Linked DNA regions of Mus musculus: regions 1 and 3 are each linked to region 2. The links are chromatin contacts, called in public HiChIP or PLAC-seq maps. All regions are on one chromosome and are shown on one strand. Each heading gives the region's core, a stretch centred on a gene start, on an enhancer-like site or on the middle of the called end of the contact. The rest is flanking DNA. Distances are from core to core; before and after follow the strand shown. Region 1 holds the start of Epb41l3 (erythrocyte membrane protein band 4.1 like 3). Region 2 overlaps Epb41l3 (erythrocyte membrane protein band 4.1 like 3). Region 3 holds the start of 2410021H03Rik (RIKEN cDNA 2410021H03 gene).

Evidence for each region. HiChIP or PLAC-seq counts read pairs in DNA pulled down with a chosen protein or histone mark.
Region 1: a contact with region 2 is called in an H3K27ac HiChIP or PLAC-seq map of embryonic fibroblasts, with 27 read pairs. The contact joins the promoter of Epb41l3 here to the enhancer-like site in region 2. A contact is called at or near these places in 3 of 39 promoter capture datasets (the 3T3-L1 cell line and hippocampal neurons), 1 of 15 datasets of contacts at CTCF or cohesin (the NIH/3T3 cell line), 19 of 484 Hi-C or Micro-C datasets (the 3T3-L1 cell line, the C2C12 cell line, cerebral cortex and 8 more), 4 of 115 datasets of contacts at active chromatin or transcription factors (cardiomyocytes, embryonic fibroblasts and embryonic stem cells) and 2 of 9 other capture datasets (adipose tissue and pancreatic islet).
Region 3: a contact with region 2 is called in an H3K27ac HiChIP or PLAC-seq map of embryonic fibroblasts, with 10 read pairs. The contact joins the promoter of 2410021H03Rik here to the enhancer-like site in region 2. A contact is called at or near these places in 1 of 15 datasets of contacts at CTCF or cohesin (the NIH/3T3 cell line), 3 of 484 Hi-C or Micro-C datasets (embryonic fibroblasts and ventricular fibroblasts), 3 of 115 datasets of contacts at active chromatin or transcription factors (embryonic fibroblasts and embryonic stem cells) and 2 of 9 other capture datasets (adipose tissue and pancreatic islet).

What each region holds. Positions count from the first base shown.
Region 1 is chr17:69,157,372-69,161,414 of GRCm38.p6, reverse strand. It overlaps Epb41l3 (erythrocyte membrane protein band 4.1 like 3), which reads right to left and starts at 2,059. Exons shown (of 23, transcript NM_001355734.1): 1 at 1,374-2,059.
Region 2 is chr17:69,220,640-69,224,574 of GRCm38.p6, reverse strand. The region is part of intron 3 of Epb41l3 (erythrocyte membrane protein band 4.1 like 3); the gene reads right to left. Among named protein-coding and RNA genes, the nearest start is that of 2410021H03Rik, 55 kb to the left of the region's middle. Within about 2 kb of position 2,069, at least 58 of the 459 cell types and tissues checked have an H3K27ac peak or open chromatin away from gene starts, as enhancers often do. A contact at or near this core is called in the C2C12 cell line, embryonic fibroblasts, embryonic stem cells and 2 more, where this site is marked.
Region 3 is chr17:69,275,879-69,279,988 of GRCm38.p6, reverse strand. 2410021H03Rik (RIKEN cDNA 2410021H03 gene) reads left to right here and starts at 2,783. Exons shown (of 3, transcript NR_045428.1): 1 at 2,783-2,929; 2 at 3,794-3,863; 3 at 4,083-4,110. All of the region lies in intron 16 of Epb41l3 (erythrocyte membrane protein band 4.1 like 3), which reads right to left.

The sequences.
Region 1 (4,043 bases), core at 810-3,309, 63 kb after region 2:
TTAAGCTACAGCCAGGGATCAAGGTGGATATGCAGAGGACCTTTCTATTAAAAATAACAGCTGCAGATATGACCAGGTACTTCGGTCTTGCGCCCAATAGTGATGCTTTTCAAGCACTTCGTCATAAGTAATATGTCATAATTGTTTCTTATTTGGTTGCATACATACCGAATGCATCAGGAGTTAGAACTGTTTGTTTCAGGGATAAAAACCCAGGAAGAATAAATCCTAACCCATACCATGCACTCGATCTAGTATGATTGGAGGAAAAACAATAATCACAGGGAAAAATTTAAACAATGCATTTGTTTTCTAGGCTTAACACAAGACTACCTCCATGTGTGTGTGTGTGTGTGTGTGTGTGTGTGTGTGTGCATATGCTTATGTTGAGTGCACATATGTGTGGTTTGTAAGAAAGTCTGTAAGAACAATGTATCAAAATGTCAGCTATCTTAAAATTAAGTTGTCAGCCTTTCTTCCATACTGCAAATTACAAAAGAATTAGGGGTTGGGAGCTAATAGAAGCTTCCAGTCCTGCAGTGTGCAATTTAACCAATCATCGCAAGGTCTAAAACCACAGTACCGAAGACATTTCACCAGTGATCTGCAGGCCTAGCACCTAATTTAGACTTCTCTACCTCCACTGTTCTCAAGTCCTTTTCTTCTCTCTGCTTCAGGAACGTGTCCTGGAATAGCCGAACCTTTGAGTAGGAACCACCCCGACTTCCTACAGTGCTACCTCATCAAGGTGAAATCATGGCAGTCATCTTTGCAAAGACCCAGACAGAAGACACCCGAGACTGATGCGTGGCTCTTCCCTCTGCCCTGATGAGATCACACTAAGTTCATAAAAAGCAGCTAATATACTTTATAGGCTATGAGGTACGTAGAGTATAGGAGCACTCGGGACCTGAGCGTCCTCTGACCCCCTGTTAGATGCTAATTTGGACCAGACATGTCTCCACACTAGAATTCTCCAAGGATTAAAATGTCAAATTACAAAATAATATCAGCAAATAAAGCAAAGTTAGAATGGAAACTAATTACCCACAGATCATGGCAGATAGCTCCTACACCTGTGACACCTCTAGCTTTTCTATTTTTCCCCAGTTGTGAACAGCAAGCACATTGCGTCAAACCACAAAACAGCATTGCCAACTCAGAAAGTATAAAAGATACGAGATATTTTAAAGATGGCACTAATAACCTAAAAATGAAAAAAATTTACGCATGATATTGCAATAGTACAATAGTGCAAACAGGATCAACTACAGGCTTAATAAATTTAAAAGCCTGACTTGCTGAACCCCACAGTATTTTCTTATGGGACAGAAATATTCGAAGATTTTTACCACTTCACATCCATACGATACCTTGTTGTGCTGTTCACGGTGAAAGCCTCATGAAAGGCTTCTGCAGGCTTCGATGGGACTCCAATGCTTCTGCCTGCCCCACCCTGTTTTCCTCTGAGCCATAGTGATGTCATAGCCCCAGCCCAGCAATGATGTCACTGTCCGGGCCCTGTTTCTGGGGACATAATCCTTTATAGCCAGGACAAATGCAATAGCAGTGGAGCCCTTCAAAGGGCCCTGAGTGTCTGATGAATTCCCATCAAATGAGCAACTAGTGGTGAGCCTTCTGAAAGGACGGGGTGCTGAAGGTGAACTTGATTCGTGGCTCTCAGTGGGGAGTTTATACTCCATCATAAAGCTCACACTCAGAGGGGAGTGGAATTCAGAAAAGACTGTGAGGACAGAATTATGAAGGACAACCAGAGTACTCTACTTAAGAAAATTCTCTTCGCTATACTTGAATTCTCACCCGAAAGGAAAGATTTCCCAGGCTACTCTTGGAGTCAACTTTCACTGCCATGGAAATCGCCGATTCCCACCTATCCATTGTAGAATTCCCCTCAGTGTATGGGAATGCCAGGGTGGGAGGACAGGAGTGAGTGGGTAGGTGGGGGAGCACCCTCATAGAGGCAGGGGTCCAAGGTAGGGGATAGGGGGCTCCCTAAGGGGAGACCTGGAAAGGGGCAACCATTTGAAATGTAAATAAAGAAAATATCCAATCCAAAAAAAAAAAAAAAAAAAAAAAAAGATGGCTGTGCATCCTACAAGCGAAGAAAGCACTGATGAGCCAATCCCTCCACACTAGCCTGAAAGGACAGCATCAACAGCTCTCTGAGGTCACAGGTTGTCACCTCACTCCTACCTCAGTGCACCCTTAGTGGCTTGGCCATTGGACTTAGAAACCTTATCATTTATTTGTGATTACTTTATGTGCATTGTTGTTTTGCCTGCATGCGTGTCTCAGTGAAGATGTTGGGTCCTCTGGAACTGGAGGAATGGATGGTTGTGAACTGCCATGTGAGTGCTGGGAATCAAACCAGAGTCTTCTAAAGAGCAGTCAATGCTCTTAAGCACTGAGTCATCTCTTCCAACCCTGCCTTTGGATTTTTAAAAAAGCAACACACACACACACCCCAGATCCAGTCAGAGAAGTAAACCTGAATCTTGTATTTCCACAGAAATCAAAGTTGGCCTTGGTCCAAGGACCCAACGGGGATTGGCGAACGCACTCTCTAAACCATATTTATGCCTAAGGAAATTCTCTAAAAAATTAGATGTAAGTATGTCATTGGGACAATGGCCTTTGCCCCCTAGCTCTACAATCCTCGGCCTAAAGGTGTTTACAAGCGACAGAGGCCACTCTTCTGGTTTCCGATCAAACCTCTCGAAACACATGCTCTGTTTTTGCAAGAACTTGCTGTGCGCGAGATCAGTTCATGCAGTGGCTTGTGCTTCTAATTATCTAGCTTTTTTTCTAGACCATTGGAATAATCATAGTGTAAATAATTCAATACTCACAGCCTTCAGCTTATTCCATCGGGGTTTTGGAAACTAACAAAGGAGAGGCATGCTTCTTCAATTTGGAAATTATTTCCTCTCACGATAACTTTGTTACTCCAAACAAAGGTTTAAAAAGTTGATGCCACAATGACCATGCAATTCAAAGACAGCGGTAAAAGCACTGAGCAGAGTCAATAAGGATCATCAAATCCCTCCTCCTCCTCCTCCTCCTCCTCCTCCTCCTCCTCCTCCTCCTCCTCCTCCTCCTCCTCCTCCTCCTCCTCCTCCGCAGGTTCACTCCTTCAAAGCCCCACTTAACTCTAACGGTGCTGCATTCATGGCCTCCGGATATACGTGGAGTTCCATCATTTTTGATTCATGGGGGCTTTAAAAGGCAGTGTAAGGCGCAAAAAAGAAATTTCTTTTGATCGCCGGATTTGATGAGTCCTTTACTTGGTTAAGTTATGCTACCAAGAGTAACCCCCAGAACATCCGACCGCCCCACAGATCCCCAAACGGGCCCCTGAAAACCCCAGCCAAGGATGTCTGCAAAAGCAATTCCATAAAGTAATGTAAAAAAGCTGAAACGCCAACTTAAACACGTAATGGAAGCATTGCGTTATTAGCAGGATTGCCTGGCCCTCTCAGGACTGCCCAGCCTCCATGCTTAATTAATACCACATGTTCCCTTTATCATTCGATTTGTTCTGTAGCACTCTTCCCAACTTGAACCCTGGTCTGCAAAGACGGGAAGGTAAATCGCCCCCCCCCCCCGACCCCCAAGAAAACTTCAGATCAGTACATCTAAAAGGAGAAAGAAAGCAAGAATGTTCCCACCAGAAGGACCACACTTACAATCTGCGAGGTAACCACACCCACCGCATTGCAGAAGCTGTGAACTTGGCACCGGGTGCAGGGGGTAGGGGGAAGGGGAAGAGTAGGGCGCGATTAGAGAGAGAACCCGAAAAAGCAAGCCCTCCCCCCACCCCCGGGTGCAGGAGCCTGGGTGCACCAGCCGCAACTAGCAGGGACCGGAGTCCTGCGGTCCCCAGCCTCCCTACCCCGACCCCTCCAGGCGACCCGCAGTCCCGAGGGCGCCAGGTGAGCCGCGCCCGGCCGAGTGCTCGGCTCTGCAGGCCGGGGCGCGTTCCCGCCCGGCGCAGGGAGCCGTCCCAGGGGCGCGCGGCCGGC
Region 2 (3,935 bases), core at 820-3,319:
TGGTCCTTCGGTCTTCCCCTCCACCTCCTCTCCTCACACCAACGATGCAAACGCACCCAGTGCTTGCTCCACACAGCATCTTATCTGCCTGAGGGATGGAAGCTCTGAGCAGTGAGATGTAAATATTATGTGTGTGCAATATGGATTCTGTAAACCGGAGGGCAGGAAGGGAAGTGGAAGTGTAATTACACCCCATGAAAAACACACTAGTGCTCCTCCACTCAATCCCACCTTAGATCGCACCGCATGGACGACCAGCTCTCTTTGATAATTAATTCCTACCTGCCAAGAGTAGCCGGAGAGCCATTTATCATGCTCAAGGATCTGGGCCACTCTGGTGGAGTCTTCACTCCCAAGGACGCATTTATCGCCAGCTGACGGCTGTCGGCCCTCTATCAAAACCTAAACTTAGAAAGACACGGAAGAATCTAGTCCTCAAAGAGCCAAACCGTCTCCAGGAAGGAAAGCTCCCAGAGAGCAAAGTATCTGTCCCAACACAAACTAGAGAGCCGCGGCCTGGTTTCCAGCTCTTTACTGTTCCCAGCGGCTTCTATTGTGTTTCTCATTATTTTAAGAAAACTCAGCTTAGTACCGAACTCTTCAAGAGATGAGGGGCAGAAAGAAAGAGGCCTTGGCCTCTCCTTGGCTCTGACAGGCAGGTAGAGGTCGACCTACAATTTCAAAGATACCTGAAATCTAACTGAACATGGTAGAAGCCTCTACCCATGCAGGGTTATTAGGTACGACAACACACATGACAACAACTCGAGGCTTTGTGGAGAAGAATGTTCCACGCAACCTTGAGAGGCACTAAGGATGTAGACAAAGCAGGGTGACTCCCTCATGTGGTCTCTTCTTTCTCTGACCATCCTATGCCATCTGAGTAGTTCCTTACCTAAGGGGAGAACTGCAGTTCCTCACTTACCATAAAAGGTGACTCAGCACACAGAGAGGCAGCAGGCATGCTGGGATGGAGTGTGCATAATTATGCCCACAGCATGTCCAAGCTTGCTCAGCACCTCCTGGTGTCTGACAATGGGGTCCCCTGGTTGCAGCAGGGTCACTGTGGCTGTGTGAGCAAAGGCAGGGTAACTGTTTTCCCGGGCAGCTGCTCCATCTCTCCACTGTCTGGTCAGAGGGCACAACAACTTGGCGCTCTCCTGAAATTGTCGAGCATTTCTAAAAGTGCTAATCAAATGGTTTGCCGACTGGGGAATCCTGATGCTCGTTCCTGGTTTCAGCAATACTGGAAATGGAGAGCCACGGGGAACTTCCTTTCTCAAAAGGTAAAACACACTGCCCAGTGTCTGATACAGTACAGTGATGAAAGCGGATTTTCAAGACAGTATGAGACGGAGATGATTCTAGTTCTATTTAAAAAAAAATCCACCAGCTATATAGAGTAATATATATATATATATATATATATATATATATATATATATATATATACTTATTCTTAAGTACTTTCCAGAAGGATATGCTTTATGCTGTATGGAATGCCCATGTCACTAATTTAGGGAAGCGTTTGAACTTGCAAAGTGCTGCAGATCAGTCCCTGGCATCTGGAGAGCATTCATTCTCTCTGTTTCTTACGATGACCCTGAGCCTGTGTTTTACAGATGGAAGAAGTGAGGACTTTGAAGGGTAAGAAACACACTGGAGGCAAAGGCAATATGTGACCAAGGTGAATAATGACACACAGCTTTCTGAAGGCTGGGACGCTGGAGCTCAGCACTCAATTCTTCTATAGAGTGGGCTGGGAAGACCTCACTAAGACTGTAACAACACCCTCGACTGCTTTTATTCATCCTCCTCTTTGCAGAAACTCAGCCCTCCCATTGTTAGGGTATTTATATGACCTTCAAAAATATATTTTTAAAGCCTGGATATGTGTAACTACTTGAAATAAAATGCTAACTTATGCCCATCTCCTACCAGTGAACGAGATGAGAGACGATGTGATTTTTTCACATCCTGCTTTAATGAACTCTAGATGCCTTCAGGAGTCTGTCATGAGACAGACACAGCAAGTTCCTCTCAATAAGCCTTTAAGAAAACACGAGGCTGTTAAGTTGATTTCACAACTTCGGATGGCCCTGTTTGTGGAGAAACCAGCTGCTGTCAGCATGTCTCACACAAAACCCAGAAAAGATGGCCAGACGGCTATAAAGAAAATCCAGGGGCAGGGAGGCAGCTAGTCAGTGAAGTGTTTGTTTTGCAGTGTGAGGACCTGAGTCCGATATTCAGGATCCACTTAAGAGATCCCAGAAACCAGGAAAGGAGAAAGAGGTGGATTCCTGGAAGCTCACAGGTCATGCAGTCTGGTGTATGTGGAGAACTGCCAGGTCCGCGAAGGACTGGCCCTTGAAGTGCCCTCTGGCTTTTCAGAAACCTTGCAAACACCCTTCCCCCAACATGAACCCCAGACACCTTCCAAATCAACCCATCAAACAACAACAAAAATCCCTGGCAAGAATGATTAGCAATCCTTTCTTATGTAGCTAGAGCGGTGGCCTCGCATCCAAAAGACAGTTGGCTTTATAGTAAACACACCCTGAGCCTGAAACAAGGGGCCAAACCAACCACTGCTAAAATTTACTTAGTTGCCAGTAAATGATAACTAGTGAGAGAATATGCTATGCTGCCATTAACAAACTGAGGGGGAAATCTATTAAATTTCACCAGGTAGCATTTCACCAGGTTTTCATGTTTTGCATCTCCCAATGAATTATTTAGTTGAGAGCTAACAACACTGGACGAAGATGTTACCATGGGAAATCTTTCCTTTGTGTCTGCTGCTGTCAACATAAACAAGATCACAGGAGTAGTTCAGCCACAAGGGCCTCATAAATCCACTCTGATGTTTTCCTCGAATTTGAAAATGTTTCCAAACCAATAATAGCCCCACTTTTCCTTTCGCAATAAAAGCTGAAAGAACGCGTTACCCATCTCAATCTGCCAATCAGATGCTGGACACCAATACAGGCGAGTGAGCCAAACTCAGAAACTAATTCCTGCCAATGTGTACTCTGTACCACAGCAGAATTATCCAGAGTGTAACATACTGGGAGCTGGGTGAGTCACTTGGTAAATATTTTACTATCCTTACGACAGGCCCCTCAATAGCATGCCTACCTGGGTCTTTCCTGGATGTCCATCTATATTTTGCTGAATTTAAACATACACACATGCACACACATGCATGCATGCATGGACACGCTCACAAACTAAGCCAAATAAAAATAAAAATCTAGAGACTGAACTCTGCACCATGTTCTCTTGTGTCCCTAGGAACAGAACTGTGGTCAAAGAGATTACAGGTGTCACTTGTAAGGTGTATGATTTGGGGACAAGGTTAAAATAATTCTTCTCTGAGGCAGACTGAAATAATGGAGGAGCATGGCCCTGAAGAGGCACAAGCTGCCACCCCCAGGTGAGCTCCATCAGTGTGAAGACTTATCTTCATCTCATAGCTGATGCCAGCGGGCGACGTCCCACATGTGCTGACGGGCCAAACGTGTACCCATAAAAAGCCAGGCATTGACTTAAGCCCTCAGCTGACAGCAGTGATAATCTGGCAAAGTAGTAACCTGTCTCTCCTGGGGAAATGCTGGGATTATGAAATGAACTGGTAATTGACTGGGAAAACGGAACAGGAAATCACTCCGTGGTGACATGTTCCTCTCAGGAAGGTGAGGCTGGGAAATCCAGGCTTGATGGGAATTGCGAGTGATAAGGACAGACCCCACCTGATACAGTCCCAAGCAAAGACAGAACCTTGCTCCTCACAAGGGCTGGAGGACTTTACACATTTTCTCTCCCCATCGGTCTTCCTCTTCTCAATGAAAACAAAAGGCAGTGTTTCAGAGCTCTAGCCACCCCATCCTCGGAGCTCAGAGAGTGAGCCACACTGGTCCTGGCCATTCATTTTT
Region 3 (4,110 bases), core at 1,534-4,033, 55 kb before region 2:
ATGATTTTAAAGTTAATTTCAGATGATCTGGAAATTTTAAATCACACCCTAGTTTTCTTTAATCTATACAATCAAGAAACTACCTCATCCTTTGAAGTAGGAACCAGCCCTTGAGTTTTACAATGTGGCCCCTTTGTTAGTTACTTCCGTTTGCCTTAAACAGACCTAATTCATATGGTAATCTCATAACTACCAGGCCAGTCTCTGCACAGTTTACAACTCCATACAGTAGGGATAGAAAGAATATTTTAAAAATTAACCTAAAACTAATCAGGCAAAGTTCCAAATTTCTAGAAGAATGGAATTCTTCCAACAAACGGTATCATCATAAGCAATTTACTTTTATGAAACTATAGTTTAGCCCACATTCAGAACCATGTGTCACTAACAGAAACAGCTAGTATAGTGGGATACATTTTGAATTCAATTCCATACACGGTTTACCTCCCGACCTAAGCCAGTACTAATAAAGCGACTATTAGTTTGTCTACTAGTCATTTAGTAAGGACTAGGTTGAATTGCTTGCCTATAGGAGGTTGTAAGGGAATATCTAGAACATTCTGCAGGACATACTGTTCTCAGACAATCCTCTCTCAAGAGAGGTGAATAACCAATTTTCTCAGGAGAAAACTATTCCCTATCCTGTTGCAATTCTGGAGGAAGACATTGCAAAAGATAACATGGACTCTTACTCCAGTTATTATAGACAGATTCAAAGACACTTTTCACTCACGGCGTCTCTTTTCATGCAGAAGTGAGGGAGATAAGTTCAAATTATAGGTGCTCTTCCAGAAAAAATGTTAGACCTCTAATTATAATCACTGAGATACATGTTATCCCAAGATAAAAGCTTGGGATTCAAAGTCTGGCACCTAAACAGCACTTTTCAGGAAACCTCCTCGCTTAAAAAAATAAACCAACAAAACCCCAATTTTAAAAATATGTGCCTGTTATATTGGAAACCTCAACAAGTCACATTTAGAACCGTGTGTCAATAACAGAAACAGCTAACATTGGAACCCAACCATTGTCCCTACTAATGAAGTGACACCATTGTCCCTACTAACGAAGTGACATGCTTGTGATGAAGGTGAAGCCTGGACACAGGTGTCTCCATTACAGCGCAGAATACAGTCACGTGCACATGACAGCCATTTTATTGAGTTATGGACAAATTACTCTGCAATGTACTTGGATGCCAAGTCCAAAATTCGTAACACTCATCTCTGGATTTGTAAGGTTTCCTACTAGTAAATGTGAGAGAGTAGATGCATTTGAAAACATATAAGCTGCAAATAATGGGAATCAACCCATCAGTGTCAATCTCAAAGCTGAGATATTAGGCTCACTACACGTACTGGGCTCACCATATCATACAGGAAGTGCAGGCCAAAGACAACAATACTGGTACTGCACAGGTATTAACACTGCTCTTTTAATTGGGATTTGGAAAATCTGGGTATCCAAGAAAGCGCTAAAGAGTACAACTCTAAGATGTGCTTAGCCTATGTGGCATGAACGGGGCCACTTTGGGGACTGTTTGTGCCCTGTGCTGCCGATCACATGCCTCTTTGATGTTAACTGATCTGTATGCTAATGTTAATGGGGACTTGGTTGTAGCCACTGCTTTGGGGGCACGCCTGCTATTTCTCTGCTGTTCCTTCACTCAGATGTTTGAAACTTGGAATCATTGGCAATCAAAGTCCAACTTAACATAGAGCGAACTCATGATATTCTCAGAATAATCATTACCAGTCACTGCATAGTCACTATTAGTCAATAATCCTCATTATTAGCTCACTAGACAGTTAACTTCAGGATTTTCCAAATTGTTCATGAATGGTAGCATCTTACAGAAATAACAATTAGCATTCAATCACTATAGATTAAAAAGAAGATAACATTAAAGATTTGATGTTATTAAATTTTTTCTCAACACATTTTTTTTCACTGAAATTCATCAAAAACCAACACAAAGCCGAAACCAATTACATCGGGTCGTAAATTTGAATCTAAGTCTCTGCTTAGTTCTGATACAAAATAGCGCTATTTTATTTGTGATGCAAATTTAAAAATAAATTAAATATTTCTAAGTAGACACAACTGGGCTTCTTTCTGCACTGGATAATTAAAGTGGCCATATCAAATAACAGAAAGATACCAAGTAGTGGATATTGTTTGAAAAGTGGCCCCCATCCAAAATAAAACTGATTGCCTATAAGTCTGTAAACCAATCTGCTCTGTACATGCCTAGCGTGAGGCTAAAACAATTGTCTGCTTTTCAGAGAGCCAGAAAGAAAGCCAAGGTGTAAACATAGCAATTGGAGTTGATTCAGACAATAGGAATGTTCCAACTGCTCCTAGGGCTATTTAGAGGGCTCTCAGCTGGACTACAGACACTGACAATTGTCTGGGGAACCCTGGGAGCCTAGAGGTCGCTCTGCCTGACCTAGCTGTCTAGGGAAGCAAAGAGCTTGGGCCATCTGAAAGATGAGATCCGAATCACCCCAGTTACCCAGCATGCATCATTCTCAAGCTCGGTGTACCCAGACCAGGGCCTCCTGAGTTCATCTGTGTAACACAGCAATGGCATACGGTGTTGTGGATAGCCCTGGGGCTAATTATATTTGATGTTAATTCTGTTCTCCTGTGAGGGTTGTGAACAAGTAATGAGTCAGCACTCAGGTGATTTCCTGTAAACCAGCTCCCCACCTTAATTTGTAAAATAAAGGCGAGCTGATGATTGGGCAGATAAAGGGGAAGGTGGAGCAGAAGGTAGAGGGAGAGAAGGAGAAAATGGAAGAGGGAGAGGACTCAGAGGAGGAGGAAGAAGAAAAGCAGAGCAGAAGCACATGGTCTGGAGAAACTGCAAGTTCTAAGGGGTCTCATAGATGGAAGAGATGGTCGAGTAGTGGGAGATCTGCCCAATGTAGGCTCACAGCATGTATTCATATTAATTGAGTTGTGTTTTCATTGCGGGGCATATCTGGGTTGGAGAGATTTAACGCAACAATATGGAACTCCTGCACACTTTAGCAGAGAGTGAGAGTAGTCACAAGCGCCAGCTCTGACCGCCTTTTAGCTACAAAGGGATGTTTCTATTGGGTTATGTTGAAAAGGCCTTTCTGGGCTGTCTCCACTGTCTGCTTGCACACAGAAGGCATGGCTATCTAGGGAACATTCAGAGCGGTCTGAGCACCATCTCCTTCGATTACTAACTCAACACCCTTCCCGAAGATTCAGGAATAACAGGTTTTAATCAGTCTTATGGCTTTGACTTTTAAAGTCTGTGTTTATTAACATCTCCTATTGCCCAAATTATCATTCAGAAAGGCTACCAACTATCTACCACTTCCTCCAGTATCAGCATGGAAAAAGAAGCTTGGCTTTTGTTTTTCTTTGTTTTGGTTTGGTGCCTGTTTGTTTTGCTTTATGTATTTATAACTCGAGCCAGTGTCTAACATTTTTAGAGCCAGAAAATCGTATCCAAAAGAGATAACAGAAATAGAACATTCCAGATTTGAAAATTACCATTAAATTTATAATGGCATAACTGGAGAGTGACTTTTTTTTTTTAAAGTGTGTTTGCTCATGCTTGTTGTGCGTGTACGCACATGCACATGTGTATTTGTACGTGATAGAGGCACACAAGTGTCACGGCATGTATGGGTTTTAGTTCTTGTCTTCTATCACGTTTGAGGCAGGGTCTCTTGTTGTTTACTGCTGCGTATTCCAACCCAGGTGGCTCTGGAGTTTCTGTGTACTCAGTGGTTTCTGGCTCTTTTCGTGGCAGGGACACGGCCGCCACATCTGGCTTTAGAGAGCATTTTGGAGAATCAAATTCCCTTCCTCAGGATCGCACAGTAAGTACTTTATTAATGGAGCCCTTTCCTTGGTTGGTCAGTGCTGTTCCAGATAACACAAAGACGATAATGACTAAGTCAACAAATGTGAAACTCTGTCTCCTGGTACTTAAGCAATAGAACCAGTGTTCAATGGCACAGGGAGACTCTGGTGACACTACTTTTATTTATTCTACCTAAAAAGAAATCTTCTTCAAAGTAACTGGAATGGGTGTCCAGCTCTTCTCTTTTCAGATGGACTGGCTTT